Linked DNA regions of Cricetulus griseus: region 1 is linked to region 2. A link is a contact called in public Micro-C data. All regions are on one chromosome and are shown on one strand. The core of a region is the stretch at or near the end of the contact, and the rest is flanking DNA. Distances in the headings are between cores, read along the strand shown.

Evidence for each region. Hi-C and Micro-C count contacts between places; a contact is called where the count stands out from the background.
Region 1: a contact with region 2 is called in a Micro-C map of the CHO-K1 cell line, with 5 times the contacts expected there. The contact joins two enhancer-like sites. A contact is called at or near these places in 6 of 8 Hi-C or Micro-C datasets (the CHK-Q cell line, the CHL-YN cell line, the CHO-K1 cell line and 2 more).

What each region holds. Positions count from the first base shown.
Region 1 is chr3:146,300,635-146,304,804 of CriGri-PICRH-1.0, reverse strand. All of the region lies in intron 1 of Nav2 (neuron navigator 2), which reads right to left. Among named protein-coding and RNA genes, the nearest start is that of Nav2, 31 kb to the right of the region's middle. Within about 2 kb of position 2,199, at least 1 of the 6 cell types and tissues checked has open chromatin away from gene starts, as enhancers often do.
Region 2 is chr3:146,150,409-146,154,406 of CriGri-PICRH-1.0, reverse strand. No RefSeq gene overlaps it. Among named protein-coding and RNA genes, the nearest start is that of Nav2, 120 kb to the left of the region's middle. Within about 2 kb of position 2,661, at least 1 of the 6 cell types and tissues checked has open chromatin away from gene starts, as enhancers often do.

The DNA of each region.
Region 1 (4,170 bases), core at 950-3,449, 150 kb before region 2:
AGATGACAATGGGGCTGGAAGGTTGGGTGGGCTTTGCTCTGGCCTCAAGTTCTCTGCAGGAACAAATGAGTATGGAATCTGTGTGATCCTAGAAATTACTCCTAACAGCCTTCATGAGTTAGAACTGGGGGTTCCTTCCAGAGAGTGGCCTTTCCAGGCAGCCCGAGAGCTCACAGATCTGCTAAGTCCCAACAGGCGTGTTACTTAGCCCAACTCCCGTTGTGGTAATCTTTGCTCCAACATTTTTAGGTCAGATATTATCCTCATAAGGAGCTTAATTCTCACACTTGCTGTGCCGGGAGAGGGGAAGTGGTAGCACTTATTGCATTCCACTTGGAGTGCAGTGCTGACTGACAGGGGGCTTAATTACAGTCTGCCTCTAAATTCCCGGTCATCCATCCAGGATGGAAAGAGTCAAGTTAGAGGCCCAGTGTAGAATCACAGCTTTTGATTCAAACTGGGAACCAAGTCACAGGCAGCCAGCTCTTGGAGCTGACCTAGTGCCTTCAAGTGGTGAGGATGGAGCAGAATGGGGATGCCCTCACCTGCTTCTCACACCCTGATCTTCCCAGCTCCATGCCTTGTTCCGGGCTTGCGAAGTCAAAGATTGTCAAGGCTGTGTTAACTGTGCGTATAAAAGAATATCAACAATAGCCCCTGAGCATTTTAAAAACAAATTGAGAAATGAATCCATGCCTGCCAAATGCACAGTGTGATGCTGCTTCTAAAAAAGGAGCCTGTTTGAAATTCAAGAGCATCTCACAGCACTGCTTAAATAATCTGTGGGTGGAAACTGCATCTGTGAGAAGCCTTCTGCCTGGCCAGGAAGTATGCTCACTCACAGAGACACTCCAGGTCTGCACCTGGATTTCTCCATGACATGTAGATGGGTCCAGTTTTTGACCATGTCAACCCATGCATGTCCTTCGTCAAGGTCACTCCCATCCTTGCCCTTCAGCATCATGGTCTGTAAGCTGTTCTCACAGTCTCCCACGGTCTCCACCTCCTTGATGATATGCCAGAAATGGTGGAAATGGTGCTCAGCCCCGTGGTATATTTGAATGCTCCAGTTCACAGGGTGCTTCCCACAAACTGCCAACTGCTCATTGTATTTACCTAATGCCCAGGTATGTATCAACTACTATAACGTTATATTCTACACAGCCTCATGCAGACACCAATGAGGTGGAGCATGGCTCTATCTTCCTCTGAAAAAGTCACAAAACCTAACATTGGACCCACAGATAAAGACACCCTGAAAGATTACAAAGTAGAAGTCACACAAGGAGGACTCAGCCCCAGCCCAGGCTGTGACAATTCCAATGTCCCAACCCATTTCCTTCCTGTCTTTGGATTGCAAGAAGGGGAGGCAGTGTGTGAGTAGGGTGGTGGTGGTTGTGTGATATGTGGTCTCTGTGAGTGTGTGTTAAGAGTGTGTTGCAGATTACTTCCCTGTGAAGCACAGGTAAGTTGGTGCACCCCACTGTCTTCTGGACATGAAGACTCCAGGGCCCAAGGATACCTATAGGGTCTATAAAACAGTTGGGGGAAGCAAACAGAACTATGGGCAATCTTCTGGGAAGGGAATGGCATCCTAAGCTTTGCTGCTATGCTGTCCTGCCTGCAGAACGGAGCTGTTGCCCATAAAACACAGCCTTCCCATAGAACCTGGGGGAGGGGAGGTCACATACCAGCACACCCCATAACTGTTGCACTCAATGCCCTTATGCTCAAGTTTCCTGGACCACCTCCCTGACACCCCAAGAGCAGAGACTAGAGACCCTGATAGCCCAGACAAGTCTTCCAGGCCTCAGCAGGCCTTCACCTGGGTTTCTGTTCCAAGTGAGCCAGTGACAGGATAGGGAGTGGTGCTGTGTTAGAAGAGAACTAACTTTTCGGGTGGCAGTAAGTGAGCCATCTAGCCCAACTCCACCAGATTTGTAGTTTAAAAAAAAACAAATCATGCCACTGCCTGGAGATGCCCAAAGGACCAGATGAGGCTGAGTGGTGGGCAAAGCCCACCTGTCTCCAGGGCTGCCAGGACATTGGCTGCTGAGCAGCCAGACTCAGCTCTTGCTCCAGGTCCTTTCACTCCTGCTGTCTGGTGAATAAGCTTCAGTTAGTCCTTTCTGACTGTCCTCTTTCCTCCTGTGTGAGGGCCATCGCTGGTGTTAGAAGGTGACACATTTGAGTTTCATGCTTTGTGTAACCTCACCCAACTGACTCAGCCTCACTGAGCCTCAGGCTTTTCATCTATCAGCTGGATATAATTATGCCCCATCCCCCAAATGACTACTGGGAGGTAAAATAACAAGAGATGAGAAGGTACTGGGGATGCATTAAGCATTCAATAAAACATGGGCAAACATAGTCATCGTATTTGTTTTTTAAAGGGACACAGCTGGGGAGATGATGCAGTCCATGAAGTCCTTGGAGTACAAGCACTAGGACAAGAGTTTGGATTCTCAGCCAGGTATGGCGGCAGCTCCTGCATCTATAGTCCCAGCCCTAGAGAGGGGACCATAAGAAGATTCCGGGGGTTGTAGCAGAGAGTAATCAAAGAGTATTAGAGAAGGACATCCAACACCAACCTCCGGTCTCCACATGTGAGCCCCAGCACATGCCTGCACACGTCCCCTCTCCCACACAATTGAGCAAAGTTCACAAAACTGAAGGGTCAAGAGGAAAGCTTAACTTTATGGAACTTAACTCTGTGGCCCCAGGAACCAGGACACACAATCTTGTAAGGATCCTCAAAAGTGGGTGTGGCTGAACATGGGATCAGGCAATAAGATGTAAAAATCATTCAGATTCCCACAAAGGAAGCTGCAGAGTTAGAAGAACCAGACAGCAGAACTCAGAGACTAAACATAAACCAGAAAAAAATCCAGCTAGACACACTTCCTTCTCTAACCTCCCAGCACCAGAGAGGTTAATATTAGCCAGTGAACTTGCTCCAGAAATAAAAAGTGCAGTGAAGAAGTAATTAATGCCCAGTTACAGAATTCTGAATTTTTAATCATGCTCCACTTCCATCAAAATAAGACCCCAAGCATTATGTGGCCATCAATTTTACTTTAATTAAAAAAAAGAAAAGAAAAGAAAACCAAACCAACTGACGTCAATTACTTGGGGAGAGATGTGGTAGCCATGGCTGCCACTGGCTTCCATATGTCACCCAAATCTGTTGACAAGTGTGTACTGTCAGATCTGTTGACAACAGGCACTGTGTGTGCACTGTCTCCTAAGAAGTCACTCACTGGACTGGATGAGCAGGAGCAAAGGCAAATTATCATATCATGTTGAGTCTGGTGGCAGCAGCAGCCATGCTAAAAGCCAGCAAAGGGCTCTGGACTGTATCTGATGCTGTATCTACTTACTGTGCTGTCCCTCTCCATGTCTTATTACCCAATCTGTAAAATGGGCACAAAATTGTAAGAAAGTCATGCTGGTTTAGATTGTAGAGTGCTGCAGGACCTGCATAATGCTGCCCCACTTTTGTCTAAGTTCCCTATGTTCCCAGTGTAAAAGTCAGAAAGAAAGCACAGGACAGTAAGTAGAGGAGCAAGGGTGGGGCACAGCTACCCTAGGGTTGGGGGTCAGCGTCCCCATGAGTCACAACAGACACAATGCTTATAGCCCATGAGAAGGATTGGGAAAACACTGTAATTTCAGTTTCGCAATCAGAAGAAAAGGTGAATGCAAACCATCCTCCTAGGTACTCATTCTCTCTCTCTCTCTCTCTCTCTCTCTCTCTCTCTCTCTCTCTCTCTCTGTGTGTGTGTGTGTGTGTGTGTGTGTGTTGAAGGAAGAGGGCAATGAAAGCAAAAGCTCTGAGGACACATAAGAGAGGTAAAAGAGCCCCAACTAAGCCTAACTAAAACAAACACAGGGATGCCCCTTGCTCACCTCCAGAGTCAAGACTCATTTTTGTGGGTCTGATCACTGCTGTTCAGTAGACAGTGGCTCAGGTCAAGGAGGAAATGAGGGAATGTGAATCCCAGAGCCAGTGGCAGCTGGAAGGGGAGATTCCTGAAGTGGGAGACTCCTTCCAACTTCCAGGAGCCTCTGGAATTCTGCCTGTCATACAGCCCTCCCAGCTCACCACCAGCCCCATCTCACAGGTGGAGATCAGTCACTCTCTCTGCTGTTCGGAGGAGAACCTGGCAC
Region 2 (3,998 bases), core at 1,412-3,911:
AATTTGCCCTGTAAGGGGGTGCTGTGGAGACATTTTCCTTTATGGATAAATTATTCCATTATTCCTTATGGATAAATGCTGTGAGGACAAGTGGTCAGTAGAGATGGTCTTGGTCCCATCACTTGAGAGACGGTTTGCTACTTTTACTAGATAACTTCTGTACAGAAATCTGTAAAATGGGTACAAAATTGCTACTTTCAAGGGAAGGGTTGAAGAGCAAATGAATAAAGTGAGGAGGCTAGACAGCTGTGTCTCTGGGTGGGATGGTCCTCTTTTCTGTAGGGGAAAGAGCAGGGGAAAGGAAAGCCCAGAGCAGAGACACATTAGAGACCTCGGATCACCTCTCCAGGAGCCTCCTGTGCTCCCCAGAGAGGACAGCCTGGGCAACAGGGAAGAGTCTCTAGTTAGAGTGTCCATGCCGACCTCGAGTCAGGCAGGTCATGGGGTCTTCAAATCTCTTAACTTCTCTGATCCCCATCGGGACCCAAAAAGCACAGAGTTCCTACTTCAAAAGCCCTGTGAGCAGTCAGCAGGGGGAGCACAACCTTGGGTGGCTTTTTACAGCCTGGAAAGCTCTGGCCTGGGGAGCCATGGATCACTTAGTTAGAATCAGACATAATTGTGAAAATCAACAATGAAGGGACAGAACTCCATGTCCTGTGTCATCTATCTGATACACCTCCCTGCCTGATCCTAGAGACTCAGGCTGAAGGTCAGGCCAGGAAGGTGGGTGAGGTGTCTCATCAGAATCAGCCAGTCACACCAGAAAGAGCTGGTGTTCTGGGAAGGTTGCAGAAGTTCACGAAGATGGCCTCTCTTGCCTCCTGATATATCCCAGGTAGCAGCGCTTTAAAGGTGCTGAGAAATAAAAGGATTCTATTCTGTTTTTTAACCCAGTGTTACAGGTGCTTTCTCAGATTCCTGCGACCAAAATACCTGCCAGAATCAACCTGATGGAGGAAGAATCTATTCTGACTCAGGGTCTCAGTCCAGGAGGGAAATTCAGTTCCCGGCAGTAACAGTGGGCACTCAAGGCAGAGGCTGCCTACATCAGAGTGGAATGGGAAGCAGGGAGCATGACAGGCAGTGTGGCCCTAGTGTAACCTTCACAGGTCCTCCTAAATGATCCCATAGTCTCTGGGATGGAGATGGCTCAGCAGCTAAGAGTATTTGCTGCTCTTTCAGAGGCCCCAAGGTAAGCCTGGTGGTGGTGGCACACACCTTTAATTCCAGCACTGGGGAGGCAGAGGCAGGTGGATCTTTGAGTTGAAGTCCAGCCTGGTCGACAGAGTGAGTTTCAGGATATCCAGGGTTACACAGAGAAACCTTGTCTCAAAAACGAAAACAACAAAACAAAGGGCCCACCCCAAGTCAGTTCCTGGCACCCATATCTGATGGCTCAAAACTGTAACTCTAGCTCCAGAGAATCAGATGCCCTTGCTGGCTTCTGGTGGCAGAGGAACACGTGTGGTGCATATACACATGCAAAACACACATACACACACACACACACACACACACACACACACGCACGCACGCACGCACGCACGCACGCACACGCACGTGTGTGTGTGTGTGTGTGTGTGTGTGTGTGTGTGTGTGTGTATGTGTGCTTAGTACCACAAGCAATTTCCTAAAACACCAGTTTGATAGGACATTTCTATATCACATATTCAAACTGTAACACCCAAAGCGTCCCAAACTTATTTAACATGGGAACCCCCTGCTCAGTGGAGATCCTTCCATGGCAAGGATCAGTGTGATGTACTTCTGTCTGGCCCACTTCTCTCATTTCCAGCCTCTTCCTACTTCCTGGCGTTACATGAATATGCAAGCCCAGATAGAATGACTGACCCAGGGTCATATGCTAGCTCTTCTTAGCAGAATGAAACTGGTATTTATGTGGTAGCAGGCTCTCTCCATACACATTTGCTGACCACAGCCATTAGACTGTGGAGGATGCACGGGGCCTGGGCATTGACAGGTATTCTTTCCCAGCTGAGTTACACAGGTCAGCTTCCAGGTATCCATGGCTTGCTTGTCATAAAGATGAAGACATTGCTCAGAAAACCTGTGATTTGAACCCAGGAAGTTACCCTCAGAGCCCAGTCTCAGCCACCCCAGCTCAAAAGTCACATTTTCCTGAAGCTGGGAGGAGGTGGCTATGGCTGCTGGCCTGCTACCATGGGACTGGGAGGTGCTCCCAAAGCTTGTGATCAGTTCACAGACTTCTTCAGAAACACATCCCGGCTTCCCCCCCCACCTGACTTGAGGGTTTTGGAGCAAAGGAAGCCAACACAGTGAGGTGATTATACCGTAGGATATTTTTACCACCGCCAAATCTGAGCAAAGCTACAAAACCAGCTTCCACAGAGAGCTAATCAGGAAGTCATAACATGAGAAACCACCAGATACAATTTTGATGAGGAACAAACTTAATACAGACAAAGGCTCTGTTAGTACCAGGACAGAACAGGAATGAAGACTGCCAAGGAAGAGCCAGCTGGGGAATAGAGATTCCAAGGGTGAAAGGCCAGACACCCTCTAGGGACAGAAGGAGCCTGGGTACCACGTGGTTTACTGGGAGGAACCCTGGGAACTCACCAGGGAGATGGCCTGGGGAAGGAAGAGAGAGGATGGGAAGCTCCCAGGGGAAGTACCTCCTCTGGGCAACCAGGCCCCAGGGAGCTTCCTTAATGCATGGGAGCTAAGAGTCTGTCACACACTCACACTAATGCCTGCCACTGGAAGGTTTGCTGCTGGGTGGGGCACCATGGTCCCTCTGCTGCTCCTCTCAGTTACCCTAGCTGATTGGCTAGAGCCAAGAGAAGTCAACGCAAGCAAACACACACCCTTGCAGCAAGAGACAGCTCCAGAATGAATGAGGCTCAAATGGTAACCTCCAAATAACCTGTCCTTCTGTAAGGCTTGTGAGTTAAGATGGCCTTCTCTAAGACTCCTCAGGCTGTTTGGAGGCACCAACAGGGAGTGCAGCTGCTTGTACAGCATTAAGTGAAGAGCCAACCAGTCCTAGTCAAGAAAGCTGTCTTCTTCCAGGCCCACAATATCAGGGTGGGTACACTTGCAGTAACAAGGGAAGGAGAGACACCCACCTAGCCAGATCAGCTGACTCAGTCCTACTGGTCACAGGGTGACTGTGAAGACAGCTCTCCCTGGCATCCACCATGGGTATTTCCCCACTGGTGTCTGCATAGTATTCTCATATTGCCTTCATGATACCTGCCGCATCACAGGAGAACTGTGGGACTCAGAGGGATTCAGTGCCTTGGCTAAGAGCTCATGGCTGGTTATGTGGTGTGATAAGCAAATAGCCTTTGGCTGTGAGAGATTTAGGCTTAAATAACAGCCTGCTCCTTTCTATTTGTGTGATCTTGGCAACTGTGTCAGAGGGCTCTTAATCTCTTCAGCTATGATGCTGGGTACACTGATGGGCCTCTGGGTGCCAGGCTTAGCTCTGGTTTGCTGCAGGAGCCTGGTTGCAGCACCACTCTCATCAATGCCTGCCATTGCTGTTAAAGTGGGACCCATCTCTCTTGGCCTTGAGACTATTCTGACTGTGTAGCTTGTTTGACTTGGAGAATGTGGTAGAGTGAAATCTGTCCCAGCTTCCACCACAGGAGCTAAAGCCCAACTTCTTTTGTTCTCCTAGAGTTCAGAGCCACATGGAAGGCATCCTCCTTCCTTCTAGGGAGACCAACATCATGGCCCGGAGCTGAGGACTTGAAGCTGAGGTTGACCTCCTGGGTCACCCACCTCATCTGACTTCTCAGCTAGCACTCCACTAAAGACCAAGTTGCCACACCCCGTCCCTGTCCACACTCATGAGCTGAAAGGATGTTTTTTAAGGGTGCTTGTGCAACAGTAAATGACATGTGTTAATTAATTTGCTCTTCATACTAATCCTAAGAGAAACTGAGCCCCAGAAAGCTTGAGTTATGCAACAAATGCTTTTAAACAGTAGGCTAACTCCCAAGTGC